2 separate regions of the Mus musculus genome follow, and region 1 is linked to region 2. The links are chromatin contacts, called in public promoter capture Hi-C maps. All regions are on one chromosome and are shown on one strand. The core of a region is the stretch at or near the end of the contact, and the rest is flanking DNA. Distances in the headings are between cores, read along the strand shown. Region 1 holds the start of Utp6 (UTP6 small subunit processome component). Region 2 overlaps Nf1 (neurofibromin 1).

The links. Promoter capture Hi-C pulls out the DNA fragments that hold promoters and counts their contacts.
Region 1: a contact with region 2 is called in a promoter capture Hi-C map of hippocampal neurons, with 3 times the contacts expected there. The contact joins the promoter of Utp6 here to the enhancer-like site in region 2. A contact is called at or near these places in 6 of 39 promoter capture datasets (the 3T3-L1 cell line, the C10 cell line, cranial neural crest and 2 more) and 4 of 115 datasets of contacts at active chromatin or transcription factors (bone marrow-derived macrophages, embryonic forebrain, embryonic stem cells and 1 more).

What each region holds. Positions count from the first base shown.
Region 1 is chr11:79,958,048-79,965,178 of GRCm38.p6, reverse strand. Utp6 (UTP6 small subunit processome component) reads left to right here and starts at 2,792. Exons shown (of 19, transcript NM_144826.3): 1 at 2,792-2,961; 2 at 4,348-4,432; 3 at 6,029-6,070; 4 at 6,301-6,393. The coding sequence starts at 2,870.
Region 2 is chr11:79,408,696-79,415,802 of GRCm38.p6, reverse strand. Nf1 (neurofibromin 1) reads right to left here. Exons shown (of 58, transcript NM_010897.2): 7 at 7,026-7,101; 8 at 6,252-6,409; 9 at 4,134-4,307; 10 at 3,626-3,748; 11 at 3,045-3,119. Among named protein-coding and RNA genes, the nearest start is that of AU040972, 72 kb to the left of the region's middle. Within about 2 kb of position 1,457, at least 24 of the 459 cell types and tissues checked have an H3K27ac peak or open chromatin away from gene starts, as enhancers often do.

The DNA of each region.
Region 1 (7,131 bases), core at 1,543-4,042, 550 kb before region 2:
GTTGTTTGCTTCAAGCATCAACTGGGAGAAAGTGGAAGGCAGGGCTCAACACCCAACATTGTCCCGTGGGTCCACACACTCATACAAACTCACATCATTCAGTCACAGAGACATACATCATACACACAAACACACATCATATACACATTATACACATATCATACACACTAACACACATACACACCAACACATATCATACACACGTCATACACACAACAGATTAAAACAAACAAAACAACTACTTAAAAAGCCAAGCACACGGGAGCTGGAGAGATGGCTCAGTGTGGTTAAGACCCTGCTGCTCTTACAGAGGACTTCCCACGTGGCAACTCACAAACATCTGCAACTAGTCCTAGGGTACCTGCCACCTTCTTCTGATTTGGGCATTAGACACGACACATGAGTGGTGCAAATACATAGATGTATGCAATACATACATACATATAATACACACACACACACACACACACACACACACACACAATCAAACAAACAAATAAAAGCCAAGCACAGTGGCCCACAGTGCCAGCACATGGGAGATTCTGGCTGATCAGGATCAGGAGTGTAAAGCTATACTAGTGAGTTATGTGAAATAAAATGCAAACTTCATGTAAATGTGTTTTAGAGACGAAGGCTGGTAATTTTTCCTTTTCTTCTTTCCTTTTTTTTTTTCCGGGGGGGTGAACTGTTTCTGAGGATTGAGCTTAGGACTGTCTGTGTTCTATCACTAGCCCACTGAACTAGATGTCCCCTCCCATCCCCATTCCTTAGTAGGTGTTTTCAGCCTTCTTAGGTTGATATAATGGTGATGATGATGATACAAAATAGAGTTGTGTGTGATATTGCATGCCTTTATCTCAGCACTGGGGAGGCAGAGGTAAATGGATCTCTGAATAAGAGGCCAGCCTGGTCTACAGAGAGAGTTCCAAGACAGCCTGGTATGCATAAGAGATTCACTATCTCAAAAACCAAACCAAACCAAACAAACAACCAAACAAAGATGGCCACCTGCCTCTGCCTCCCAAATGCTGGGATTAAAGGTGTTCACCACCAGGGTCAGCTAAATGAATAAAACACTGGGCTGGAGAGATGGCTCAGCCTGTAAAGGCTAGGCTCACAACCAAAAATAAAACATTCATGTGATTCACATGAAGATCACAGCCTTGCTCATAGTACTGGGCACATAGTGAGACAGCTGTTATTATGACAGGCTGAGGTGAAGAGACGATTTTGTCATTTTTATTATAGTAATTCTTAAGGCAAGATAAGTATAACAGCTAAATATCAAAACAACAGTGGAGAGCACAGTTGAGAACTGTAGTTAGCAAAAAAAAAAAAAACCAAAAAAAAAAAAAACAACAAAGAACTGTAGTTAGCTCATTACTCTCTGTCAAATTTGTCTGGAAAGGAAGGATTACAATCTGTCAGGCTTGTTGACTTCCTTGAACTTAAAGAAACGTTATAAATGCCTTACACTTGCGCATTTATTTGTTGATTTTTTTTTTTATTATTACAAGCTTCCTGCCCACACTGGACTTGCTGTTCACAGTCATCCCCATTCTGACTAATAACAACAAGTCCTGCGTTACTATTACAAGGAAACTGCATCTTTAATTTACATACATGATTTCCTTCCATGTCTCAGATCTTAGATCTGAAAGGGCTGGGAAGTGATGAAGCTCACATTGACCTTTGTGTCAGTTCTGAGGCCAGTGGGACAAGATGTGAAACAGAAAGGGAAGGAAAGCAAGGAGCTGGGTGGCTCTGGGTGACTATGAAGTCTAGTTCCCTCTCATAAATCACGTAGAAGACCGGGGTAACGACGTGAGTGTTCTAATAACAGGTCTAGCAAGAAGCCCTGCTTTGGCTTTTTATCATCTTCCAGAACTTAACAGAGAAGGGAACCACAGATTTTTTTTTTAAGGTGGTAGTAATTATACAGCAATGTTGCTTCCAAGGTGGATCTCTTAGAAACACTAATTTGCTTGGACAATGTTGTAAGGAAGATCTGTGTAAATATTGATCTATTTCACCAACTTTCAAACTTTTCATTGTTTTCTAAAACAAATGACAGTTTCTGCTATTTATCCAGTGCCTAAAATTTTGAAGTATTTTGTCTACATAGGTCAAGATATTTATTTTTAATTTAAAAACCGTGTGTGTATTCACGTGGGCGGGCACACGCGCCATAGAACGCGTGTTGAGATCAGAGGATAATTTGCAGGAGTCAGTGCTCTCCTTCTACCGAATTTAGGTTGCCAGGCTAGGTAGCACGATGGCCCTAATTATTTAAATAATACATTTTTTCTCACCATTTTAAAAAGAACCAACCATTCAGAGGCTTTCATTGGGACGTGAAAATGCACGGTTACCATACTGGTTTCGTGAAGCCAGCCGACTAAGACCAGGGCAGCTGGTCCGCAGCCTTAGAGCCTCATCGAATTTGCATAATTAACAATATCGTCTTCAGTTACATTTTTTAGTTTTCAGTGTTCTCGGTGACGAGAAGCGAGAACCTGCGACAGGAGCATGATAAAAACAAATGACTTCCAGGTAGCGTACTTAAAGCTCCTATCAGGTATTCCGGGAGGAGCTTTTTCCGGTCTCCGAGGCGCGAGGATTTAGCCCCGCCCCCAGCCCCGCCCCCGCAAAAGATGCATTCCCAGACCGGAAAAGGTTCTTGCTGCAATCCTATAGTCAACCACAGGGAGGCGACAGCGGCTTCGCTAGAAAAGAGGGGCTCCCCAATGGCGGAAGCGGAAAAGGCGGGACTTACGAAGCACGTTCAGTCAATCACTAAGAGTGAGGCTGAAAGGTGGCTGTTCTCTACGCTTATCGGCCGCCCGGCTGCTTGTGAAGTTCCAGCCTCATGGCGGAGATAATTCAGGAACGTATAGAAGATCGAATCCCGGAGTTGGAACAGCTGGAGCGCATCGGACTCTTCAGTCACGCGGAGATTAAGTGAGAGAGGATCAGGGAAGAGGAAGGAGCGGGGAGGCCGGAGGGGAGCTTGAGGCCAGTGTGTGGCGGGGACCGGCGTGCTGACTTTTCTGAGTTTGTTTGTAGCTACCATGCTAGCAGAGGGAAAAGTCCGTGGCTGGAATTTGACCACGGTCAGAATTCAACTTTAACGTATTGCAATGCGATCCATAATCAGTCCGTTTACCCTTCCTACTGACCGTCATCCAATGGTCAGGGTCTTGCGGCCGTAAAGGTGATCCAGCCAGGATCCTAGCCCGTCAAGGATACTGGGCAGTGTGAATGGCGGGAGAATTCCGATTAGAAAATGGTTATAGTTTAAAAGTTTGGGGTATACAGCTTTAGATAGTCGAGTACAGCGCCACGGAAGCCCAGGGGGAGTGGGTAGGTCTCCCTAACTAAACTTATAGACTGAAGACCATTCAATTCATTTCCTATGCTTCTTTAGCGCTCTGCCACAGGGCACGGAATATAGTTGGCATTTGGTAATTTGGTAAAATCAGTTACTTTTAGTGATTTTCTGTAACAGTTTACTTTTCTATGACTCTAGATAAAAGTGCAGTAGTAGTGTGAGTGTAGGATCCGCAAAGAAAAACGTTAGGAAACACCGCGAGGACGCTTAGAAAGTGCTAAATGTTGCCCGGAGTCAGGGCACCGGCCTTCAATCCCAGGACTTGGGAGGCAGAGGTGGGCGGATCCCTGTGAGTGCTACCTGTCTGGAAAAACAAGGGGGGCGCGGTGCTAAATGTGTTACCATTCTTAAATATTGTCTTGAGTATTCTGTTTTTCTTAGAACACATGTATGCTCACTCCTTTGTCGTAATATTTAGTTAGAGACAATTTAGGTTTTAAGAATTTACATGCTGAAAATAGACCCAAGATTTTAGGATAGAGATTTGGTTAACAAAAACCTAAGCATTGAAGCTAAGAGCATTGCAGAGTGCTTGCTTAGCATGCCAACGCCTTGAGTTTGATTCTAGAGAATGTATACATACACACACACACACACACACACACACCCCAAGACAAGCCCCTAAGTAGCCTAAATTTGGAGGAGAAATCTTTGTTAGTATGTATAAATAATAAAAAGCATTAGGCATTATTTACTTTGCTGGTGGGAACAGTAATGATCTTGGCAACTGAGGTGATTTTCCTGAAAGTTTAAAACTGTATGTGGATGTTCTTAACAGCATAGAGTAAGTGTGTAACAGCATAGAGTAAGTGTGTAAGAGAATGCGTGCTTTGCCTGTGGAAGATAACTGTGTTCAGGAACTAGATGTTCCTGTTAAATGTCCGTTTTCGGTATATCCCAAATAAAAATCACATTTAACCTCTCAAATGTCACAGTGTAATTTGCTCTCTCTGCAGGGCTATCATCAAGAAGGCTTCCGACCTAGAATACAAAATACATCGGAGAACCCTTCTCAAGGAAGACTTTATCAACTATGTTCAAGTGAGTGAGTCTATAGCTTTTTAATTCCCTTCAAGAATTTTTTTTTTTTTTGGTTTTTCGAGACAGGATTTCTCTGTGTAGCCCTGGAACTCACTTTGTAGACCAGGCCGGCCTCGAACTCAGAAATCCACCTGCCTCTACCTCCCAAGTGCTGGGACTAAAGGCGTGCGCCACCACGCCCAGCTCCCTTCAAGAATTTTAAATCAGACAGTGGTGAGCTTCACAGCAGTTTTCTACAGAAATCCAGAATTCTATGATTGTGTGCACGTTTTTTAAAATTAGGATCAGAGATGACTGTGTGGAGGGCAATTGCCCAATAAGGCTTGGTCCTTGTCAGAGTGAACTATTTCCTCCTGTTGGGTCAGTAGATCAGCAACATCATTGTGTATCAGGATTTTAGCAGGAAACTTGTCTTCTGGCAGTGGGCCTGCTAGAGGAGTTTGACAACGGCAGGCGGTTGGAAGGTCTGTAGAGGGCTTGCTTAGCACTGTCAACCTGCAAAAGAGGTTTGCTTTGAGATTTTTTCCATCTTCTAAATGGACAAGAGATTGATGTTGAGATTAAACATATAGGATGAATTGTCAAAGGAGGGAGAATGGCTACTATGTACAGAGTCAGACCAGAAAGATGAAAAAAAATATCTGCAGAGGCCCCAAGAGAGTGTTGGGTCTGGAAGTGTTACAGATGGTTGTGAATGTGGGTTCGGGGGACTGAACTCCCCCCCTTTTGGAATTATAGCCACTGAGCCATCGCTTCAGTCCCCAGAAAGGTAGGATGTTAGCCATGATGGTGCTGCCTAGAATCCTAACGCTTAATGAGGCTGAGGCAGGAGGATCTTGAGTTTGAGATCAGCCTGGATACACAGTGAGACTTGTCTCACAAAAATCAAAACAAAAACATAAGACTTAAAGCTTTGCTGGATCTGATGGCTTGCACTTAGAATCTGAGGCAGGAGGCATGGCGGTACAGACTTTTAGATACACTACTCAGAAAGTGAGTAGAGACAGATTTTTTTTTTTCGAGGCAGGGTTTCTCTGTGTAGCCCTGGCTGTCCTGGAACTCACTCTGTAGACCAGGCTGGCCTCGAACTCAGAAATTCGCCTGCCTCTGCCTTCCAAGTGCTGGGATTAAAGGCGTGCATCACCATGCCCGGTTTTGACATACTTCACTAGCGCCTTGAACTTCGCCCCTCCTCCAGCCTTAGCCTCTGAGGTATAGATTTGTGCCACAATTCCTGACTTAGATTTTTTTTTAATTTTTAAATTGAAAATTAGAACATGCTGCTTTAAGTAGGAAGTTGGATTAATATTATAAATCTTACAAAATCTCATGCTACTAAGTAATGTGTTGTCTTTGCTTCTTAGCTGCCTACAAGACTCTTACTATAGATGTATGTGTGTGTGTGTGTGTGTGTGTGTATGTAAATTTTATGGAACTAAGGTGAATTTTCAGGGCATTCTAGAGATTTTTTTTTTGAATTCTGGCTATTAATAACAAATTGTCTTTTATTTCAAGTTGTTAACTTTTTTATGCATTTCCCGTATTTAAAACGTTATGCTCTTCATGTTTCTCTTTGTGTTTCCCCCTCCCCCATAGTATGAAATTAATCTTTTGGAGCTGATCCAGAGAAGAAGAGCAGTAAGTTAATGCTTAATTTTTTTTTTTAAAGTTTGTTTTATGTTGGGAGACACTGACTGTTGATAGCCAATGTTGTGCCCAAAGTGGATACTTGTAATTCTCTGATATTTTATTTATTTATTTATTTATTTATTTATTTATTTATTTGTTGATACTGAGAGTGAGCATGTGTGAAGGCTACTTTGGATAAATGTGACTCATTAACTAGGGCTTTGTTTTGTCCCTTTTAGAGAATTAAATATTCATTTAAGAAGGATGAGATTGAATATTCTATGGTACATCGGGTCCAGGGTGTCTTTGGTCGTGCTTCAGCGAAGTGGAAAGTAAGTGATGAGAGTGCACAGGAAGACACATGACGATGCCCAGTGTATGTATCGGGAGTTGGATATCTGACTCTTTAAATGCCTCGTCCTCTCTGTTCCTCTCCAGTCTTCAATACTTACCTCCGTGATGACACCGTTGCTTGAAGCAGGTTTTGAGCCACAGAAGCTGTTAAGAGCGTTTATCTCCTCACCTTTTTCTTACTCTGTGAGGATGATCCTAAGCACTGTGTTTAATACATTATTAAAGATAGAAAAATCAAAAGAACTGGGCATGGTGATACAAACTTTACATTCTAGCACTTAGAAGGCCAGGTCTATAGAGTGAGTTCTAAGACAGCCAGATCTGTCTAAAAATCTAAAGGGGCTTACCTTTATTTTAGAATTGCACTGGACACATTATATAGATACAGATTTTGTCTTGGAACATGGTTGGTGGGAGTTAGAGTTAGATGTATTCTCATGGTTAAGAAATCCTGTCTCAGAAAACCAAAAAAAAGGGGGTGGAAAGGGACTTACCTAGCATGCATAAAGCCCCAGTTTCAGTCCCCAGCACCTCAAAAGTGGTGTGGTGGCACACGCCTGTATGTCATACCAGAGTTAGGTAGAGGCAGGAGGATCAGAAGTTCAAGGTTACCCTCTGCTTCGACAGTTGATGTTAATGGTTTTTGTTGACTAGCTAGTTCATTTATCCCTACTTATGTATTACTAGCTACTTTGCCAGGTATTGGATTTAAAGGT
Region 2 (7,107 bases), core at 208-2,707:
TAATTTTCTATTTTCATAAGGAATTAATTCATTTATTTCAAAGTAAAGGCTATATTCTCAAATAAAATAGGCACTAAAGATTAGACATCCCTGAGTTAATAAAACTTTAGTGTTTTAGTCAGTTACTAAGTGTGTGCATTCTGAAACTAGTCAATGAAATAGACATTTCCCCTTAACAATAGTTTATTAAAAATATTAAGACTAATATAAGTGAATTATGTACATTCCTCAAGGTTATTTAAATAATTTTCAAGTACCCTAGAAATACTTCTTTAACCATCTCTTGCCAGAGATTACCTTCAATATATGAACTATTAAAAGGCAAACTACAATAAACTGCTACAAGAAAAAAATCTGCAATGAACTACTGTCCTATCTGTAGCATGTTGACTTACATGTATATTTTTAAAATTTCCTAGCTGCACATCTAATTTAACCTTTAAAAAGCCTATAAAGATGATACAGATGTAATATAGATCTTAAAACTATAGTTTCTCTCTTAGTGCACATCATTTTCAAAAAGTGACAGTATAAATACCACTTTAGAAACTACTAAAAAAAAAATTACCACTGCATCAAAATTCAAATAGTGAATAGACTTTAAGAATCTCTAAAAGAAATTGGAATGTTTTAGATTTAAACATAGTACTTATAAATTGTGTATGAGGACATCTCACAGAAGCAATATAAAACTCCAAACATAATTTCTCATTCTATATAAACCCACAAAAAGATTACAACTTTTATCTTTTAGGAGAACATAATAATTTTTTAAAGCTGTAAACTGGCTTAGTAGACATGGAAAAGGTGCGCTGAGGAGGTATACTGAACCAAAGCATTTAAAAAGAAAATATATACCAACAAATTAAAGATCTAGACTCCATGAATCTAGGAAAGAATTCATATTACTTGAAAACAAACATTTTCCTACTAAAAGTTTCCAGTAAAACTCTATAAAACTCAACTGTATAAATCTGCATATTTACTGTTACAGTCTTTAACAATTAAAAGTACTTTAAAGTCAGTATTTTTTGGCCTCAAGTCTTGGTAGTGTGGACTCTAATAAAACACAATTTACTCAGCAATCTCTAAGGATGAGGTATAACTAAAGTATAACTGAAAGTCACTTTGGAAGCTGGGTACAGTAGCTCAGTCCTTTAACCCCACCACTCAGGAGGCAGATGGAGCTCTCTGAGTTTAAGGCCTGCCTGGTCTACATAGTTTCAGACCGTCTAAAACTACATGGTGAGACCTTGTCTCAAGAAACAAACAAACAAAAAGTCACATTGGCATTATCTGAGTTGTTTACAAGCTATTCCACTCAACAGATGTTGATGTATTTAAAGACTAGTCAGTATGGGTGCTTTATATACAAATGTCCCCGGATGCAGACACACTCTGCCTTCATACATGCAGCACTCCTCAGAAAGGGGAGAACACGCTTTCACCAGGCACACAGACGGACGGAGGCATGCAGGAACTAACACTCCAGGCATGCTTGAAACCCAGAAAGAAGCAGCTCAGCCACTTACAGCAGTGCCAAGTCCATGCTTGAAAGTGCTCTATGTATTCAATTATAGACAAAAATATTTCACAATTAAAGTAACTAATCACAGAATATCCAAAGACTATAAACTTGGATTTATTAAATGTTAACCATTCATATAAAGTTATCTAATTAAGTGGAATACTTTCAATATTTTGAATCAAGGTAGGCAACTAGTATTTTGGAATTACATATAAACTTATGGGATAGGAAAATCATCTTTTTTGTTGTTTTTTAAATTTAAAACTAAAGCTTAGAATGAGTCAATGTGCTGAGTCAATGAGACGATGGCCTGAGTCATTACACTGGCAAATGTACAGGTTTTGATATAAACATATTCTATCTACACTTAGATTCACAATACTATCCTCATTGGAACTAACTGGATTAAGTGTAACTTATACCTCTATCAGTGATATTCAAATGAGGGCTGTATTATTCCTAAGCATTTAGTTGTTCATAATGCAGGAGATAGAGCGTGGTTGCCGTTTCATGAATGATGGATGTCCTGCAAGGCCAGGCTAAAACAGAGACCCAACATCCTAAAATGCTACTAGCACTCCACCAAGCAAAATGAGTATGTCACTAAGTAGCTTGATCAGCAGTTATTTTCCCCTGCAAAAATACCTTTAAAAAAGAGTAATGTTAGGTTTAATTTGATAATTCCAAGGCAAATAAAGGAATGGGTATTATTTTAATTCACAAGTCATAACAGAATTTAGAAGTAAGACAAATACTCCAAAGTATTAGTCATCAAAGACTTTAAGGGAGGAAAAAAAGAAACAAAGTGAACAAGTTACTCATAAGTGTATCATATCTGCCAATGTGTAAAAGTAGTACTAAGAAAAACATACATGACTAAGAATGTCCATACATGGAGATTTTAAATTCTGCAGTCCACATCTACTACTACCTTCCTGTCTGCTTTCCATTTAGTACACACACAGCACAAATACCTCTAATGAAGTCAGCTATTTTCTCTGAAATGCTTTTGTCTCTTGTGGTATTTATTTTAAAGCATGTGTTTTATTCTAATTAAGGGGATGAAAAGGTAAAATCAAATGAAGCTTCACCATTTTAAATGCCCATAGCTAGGCTGTACTACAATTACTCTTCCTTCCAACTTAACAAAGATAGTAAGAAAGAAAGCACTAAATTGTTTTTCAGTGGCATTGTTCTCAACAGATTTTGAACTTTAAATGACACTTTGTAGGCTTATTCCTTACAAAAGATTCTATTAACTCCATCCCTCTCACTAAAAGCCTCAGGTAGAGACTGAATATACAGCTGCAGCTGGACATCAACTGCTCGTGGGATCATCTTAGGGAAGCTCTGCTTTACAGAAAGGTCTAAGTTCAGAACAGTTGATAAAACCAGAATCTTCCTTAAAAAGAAAAGAACATATAACCCAAATCAACAAAGAGACCTTTACTTGTTAGTAGTACAGTACTAGCTTTTACTTTACTTGTTAGTAGTACAGTACTAGCTTTAGACTTACATTGGTGATGATGCGGTGCAGTGAGTTTACCAACACATAGTGAAATGTAGAAGGTGAATTCTGAGCCAGGCAGATCTGCCAAAAAAAAAAAAAAAAAAAAAAAAAAAAAAAGTACATTAACAAACAGAGAGAAAAAAACAGCAAAAAGTAAGTTACTTTCAATAAAATAAATTTAAGGTGTTGAAATTAACATCAAGAATTAGAGTTAAGAAATATTAGTAAGAGGCTAGAAAGATATCTCAGAGTTTAAGACCAATGACTGCTCTTTAAAACGATCTAGGTTCAGTTCCCAGCACTCACACACAGCAGTTCACAATTGTCTAGAACTACAGTTCCAGGGGACACAATGCCATCTTCTGGCCTCCGTCACCCCCATACACATACATGGTGCACAGATATAAATGCAGCTAAAACATCCAGATGCATGAAATAAAAATAAATCTTTTAAAAAAAAGAAACACTAATGAAAGTACACCTATTCATCTTTATAGTTTCTGCATTTTATAGAGATAACCACATCAATATTATGTTATATAATACATATATATAATATGCATGGTTATATAAAACAACGATCTGACCTTAAAGTGTTGGTTGTTGTGAGGGCTTATCCGAAAGCAAGAGACAAGACAGTCAATCATGAGGTCCACATCTGCAGGCTGACTGCCTCTAGAGAATGGTTTACTTGGATTAAAAAGCAGGTTCTATAAAAATCCCAATAGAAAACAATGGCCTTTAAATAGTCATGAAGTATTTACTTAACAAGGAATATAAACATAATCAACATTAGTCACATTGATTATAATAAACTTTAGTCGCCGGAAAAAGCACTAAATACTGGTTACTATAGTCTATCGATATCATCTACGATCCAAGCATCTATCTATACATTAAGGAAACCCAGTGCATATCAGTCTTCCTGTTCTCAGTCTAATGAGCACAGTAACAACAAAAGCAGGTCCTCTGAACACAACATCTAAGTTAACTCAAAATTTAGAGTTAGCAATTATCTTCAGCAGAATATTTATACAAGAAGGTTATCCACTTAATTTTCTTAAAGTCTATAGAAGGGAAAGAACAGCATATTACCTTAAGATCAACTACCATGGACTGAACCAGTAGGAAAATGACAGAATTATCTTCCCAGTTGATGTAAGTACTTGCTTTACACAACTTGACACAAGCAATGGCAGCACTCTCAGTCAGCTGCCTGCTTCCTCCATGGCCAGCGAGTGCTTTCCGTAAACTGTCCAGAAACAGCTTCTACAGAATGGAAATACAGGAAGACAAAACACCTAGTTTGTACTACTACAGATAAATCTAACAAAGTAGCAAATTAGCCAACTCTAAAACTCCAACTATAAACACAAATGGCTTGTATTTGGCTATCATTTCATATTTAAAGAGTAAGCACTTTTTTAAAAATGCATGAAACACTTTTCTCTACTTTCTCTGTTGACTTACTATAGAGAAAGGAAACATTCCTTACTATACATTTGAACTAAGTATTAGTTGACTATATCTTTCCTTTCGATGTTACCTTTGAAGCTTAATCATTAGCCTGTATTGGTTGTGGTAGACTTTTTTTCTACTACTCTAGAGTATAGAAACCTCCAGTCTTCTAAACAATATACCCAAGGGTATTCTGTTATCTAAATTTCATTTCTAGAAATAAAAAAAAAAAAATTTAAATGCAGCTTTGCCACAAGCCATAATTAAAGCCAGCTGAAACAAGATGTTCCTTAGGAGCTCAGGGCCCTACATAGACCTAGACGAAGATGGAAGCAGCACCAGTATCTAACAGACTTGACAGCTAATAAAAAGGCAGTCCATGCAGAATTAAAATGATACTGAGGATGATGATGACGCCCAGTGACGTTGTCCAGTCACCTGTGCACTGCTTTTGTGATATGTCCTGAACAGTTCAGGACTGGGTCAAATGGTTATAGAGACCTTATGAAGATCACTAGGAAATCAGACCTGACCAATCAAAGGAGGAAGACAGACCGGACCAACTAGATGTGCAAAGAATCTCTAAGTGTGCCAGGCCTTTGTCCTTGTATGTTTTAATTTTAAAAAGCAGCACCAGCAAGAAATAAAACTATTAAAAATTAACTACCCAGAAGCAATGGTTTTGGGTAGTTAAGACCACTTGCTACTCTTTCAGAGAACAAGAATTCAGTTTATAGCACGCACACTGAGTGCTCAGAACTGCTTGTAACTCCAGCTCTAAAGGATCTTATGCCTCTGTTGGAACACAAACATACACACAGAGCACACACACATTTTTTTACTGAAAAATAAGTAATAAAAAAGCAAAAAAGTCGATCTTGTTAAAAGATTCATTTTAGTTTCTGTGCATGCTTGTGTGTCTGCTTGCTTTATGTGTGCCATGAGTCTGGAACCTGCTACCCATCACGCACGCACACATACACACAGAGCAGCCAGCCAACCTACAGACCAACCAACCAAGTGTTATGCATGCATGCAGACTGAAATTACCAAAACCAAAACTAAATGTGGTGACATTAAAGACTCTGAAAGCCAGGTAGGGCTGTAACATGATTATATAAAAATTGTACATCAATAAATAAGAATAAAGTGAACTCAGGTCCTCTGGAAGAGCAGAGAGTACTCTTAACCAATTAATAACCATCTTGAAAATCTCTGCTTTTTTAAACTAATGATAATAAGGAAAATTTAGAATCACCAAGACCTGATGATTTTAACTGATTTTTATCTAACTAGGTTATTTCAGCCCATAGAAAAAGATGAAAATTTCCAATTTTTATTCTTAGTTTTGCAGAAATTAAATTGTTAGGACAGTTATGTTTCATAATGAAAAAACATAGTCAATATACATTTCCTCAAGTCATTGTGCTGAAGCCTTAGAAAATGCATTGTTAGCTATACAATTTATTTGCAAATAGCCAGCCAAATTTAATTCATAAACATAAAGGTAAATTATATATGTCTAAATGTATTTTAATGGTGAATACAAGCTTAAATAACAGAATTTATCTGGTTTACTATTATTCAGCATTAAAACCAAGAGAGGTCAGAGCCTTTCAGTCATGACTATAACATGAGTAATCTCTGCTAAGGGCAACCAACTGTTTGACCTAGCATGGACATAACTAAAATGTACACCTTGAATAAACAAGCTGCTCCCATCAGGAGATGGCAGCCACTCGTTTCCCTCCTGACCTTGTTTATGTTGCTCTCGTCCACCACATCCTTGGAGATGTCCTGGATTATTTCTGGACACAAGATAAGGAGAATGATTTGTAGGGGCCACACTGCTGCTTTACGTTTGGTGCTTTCTGCAAAACCATCCACCAAGTCAAACAGCTTCTCTGCACATTCTGTGAAAAATACAAACATTAAATGATTATATTAGGCAAGAAAATCCTTGCATTAAATTAAAACCTAGAATTATTAAAACACTCAACTATCACAGTCTAAGAGAAGTGTAAGAAGAGCTAATGTGACACATCCTAGAAGCATTGGTATTTTAGAATCGCTGTGTGTTGTCACAGTCTCAGGGTCTCACAGAGAAACAAAAGGCTGATAGTTTCCCGGGGGTCTCTAGCCTCTACTATGCAGGCGTTCCCCCAAAATTGCTATTCAGAAGTAAAAATAGTATTTCCTCCTTAGATATACCTAAATATAGAATTCTAGGAAACACACACTCACAAGCACACACATGCACGCTGTGAGAAAGCCACCAGTATTCAATCACAACATGAAAGACTAGAGCTTCACTTCAAACTTCTTTTACCACTTGCTCAGAAGGGAAAGGACTGGAAATAATACAGAAACAGGAGAGAAAACTGTAATTCCTGTTAGAGCTGAACAAAGAAAACAGAAAAAACACTTTTGAAAAAAATAAACTGAAAAGCAGCACATTTCCCTCTGAGAGTTTCACAAGGTGCCATGCCGCCCCTCACCCCACACCCAGTCACTCTTTAGCCAGCTTACCAGCCATATCTGTCTGTGGAATTTGGTATAGCTTTGTAAATTCATCCGGATAATTTTCTACCCAGTTCCAAAAAGCCTACAA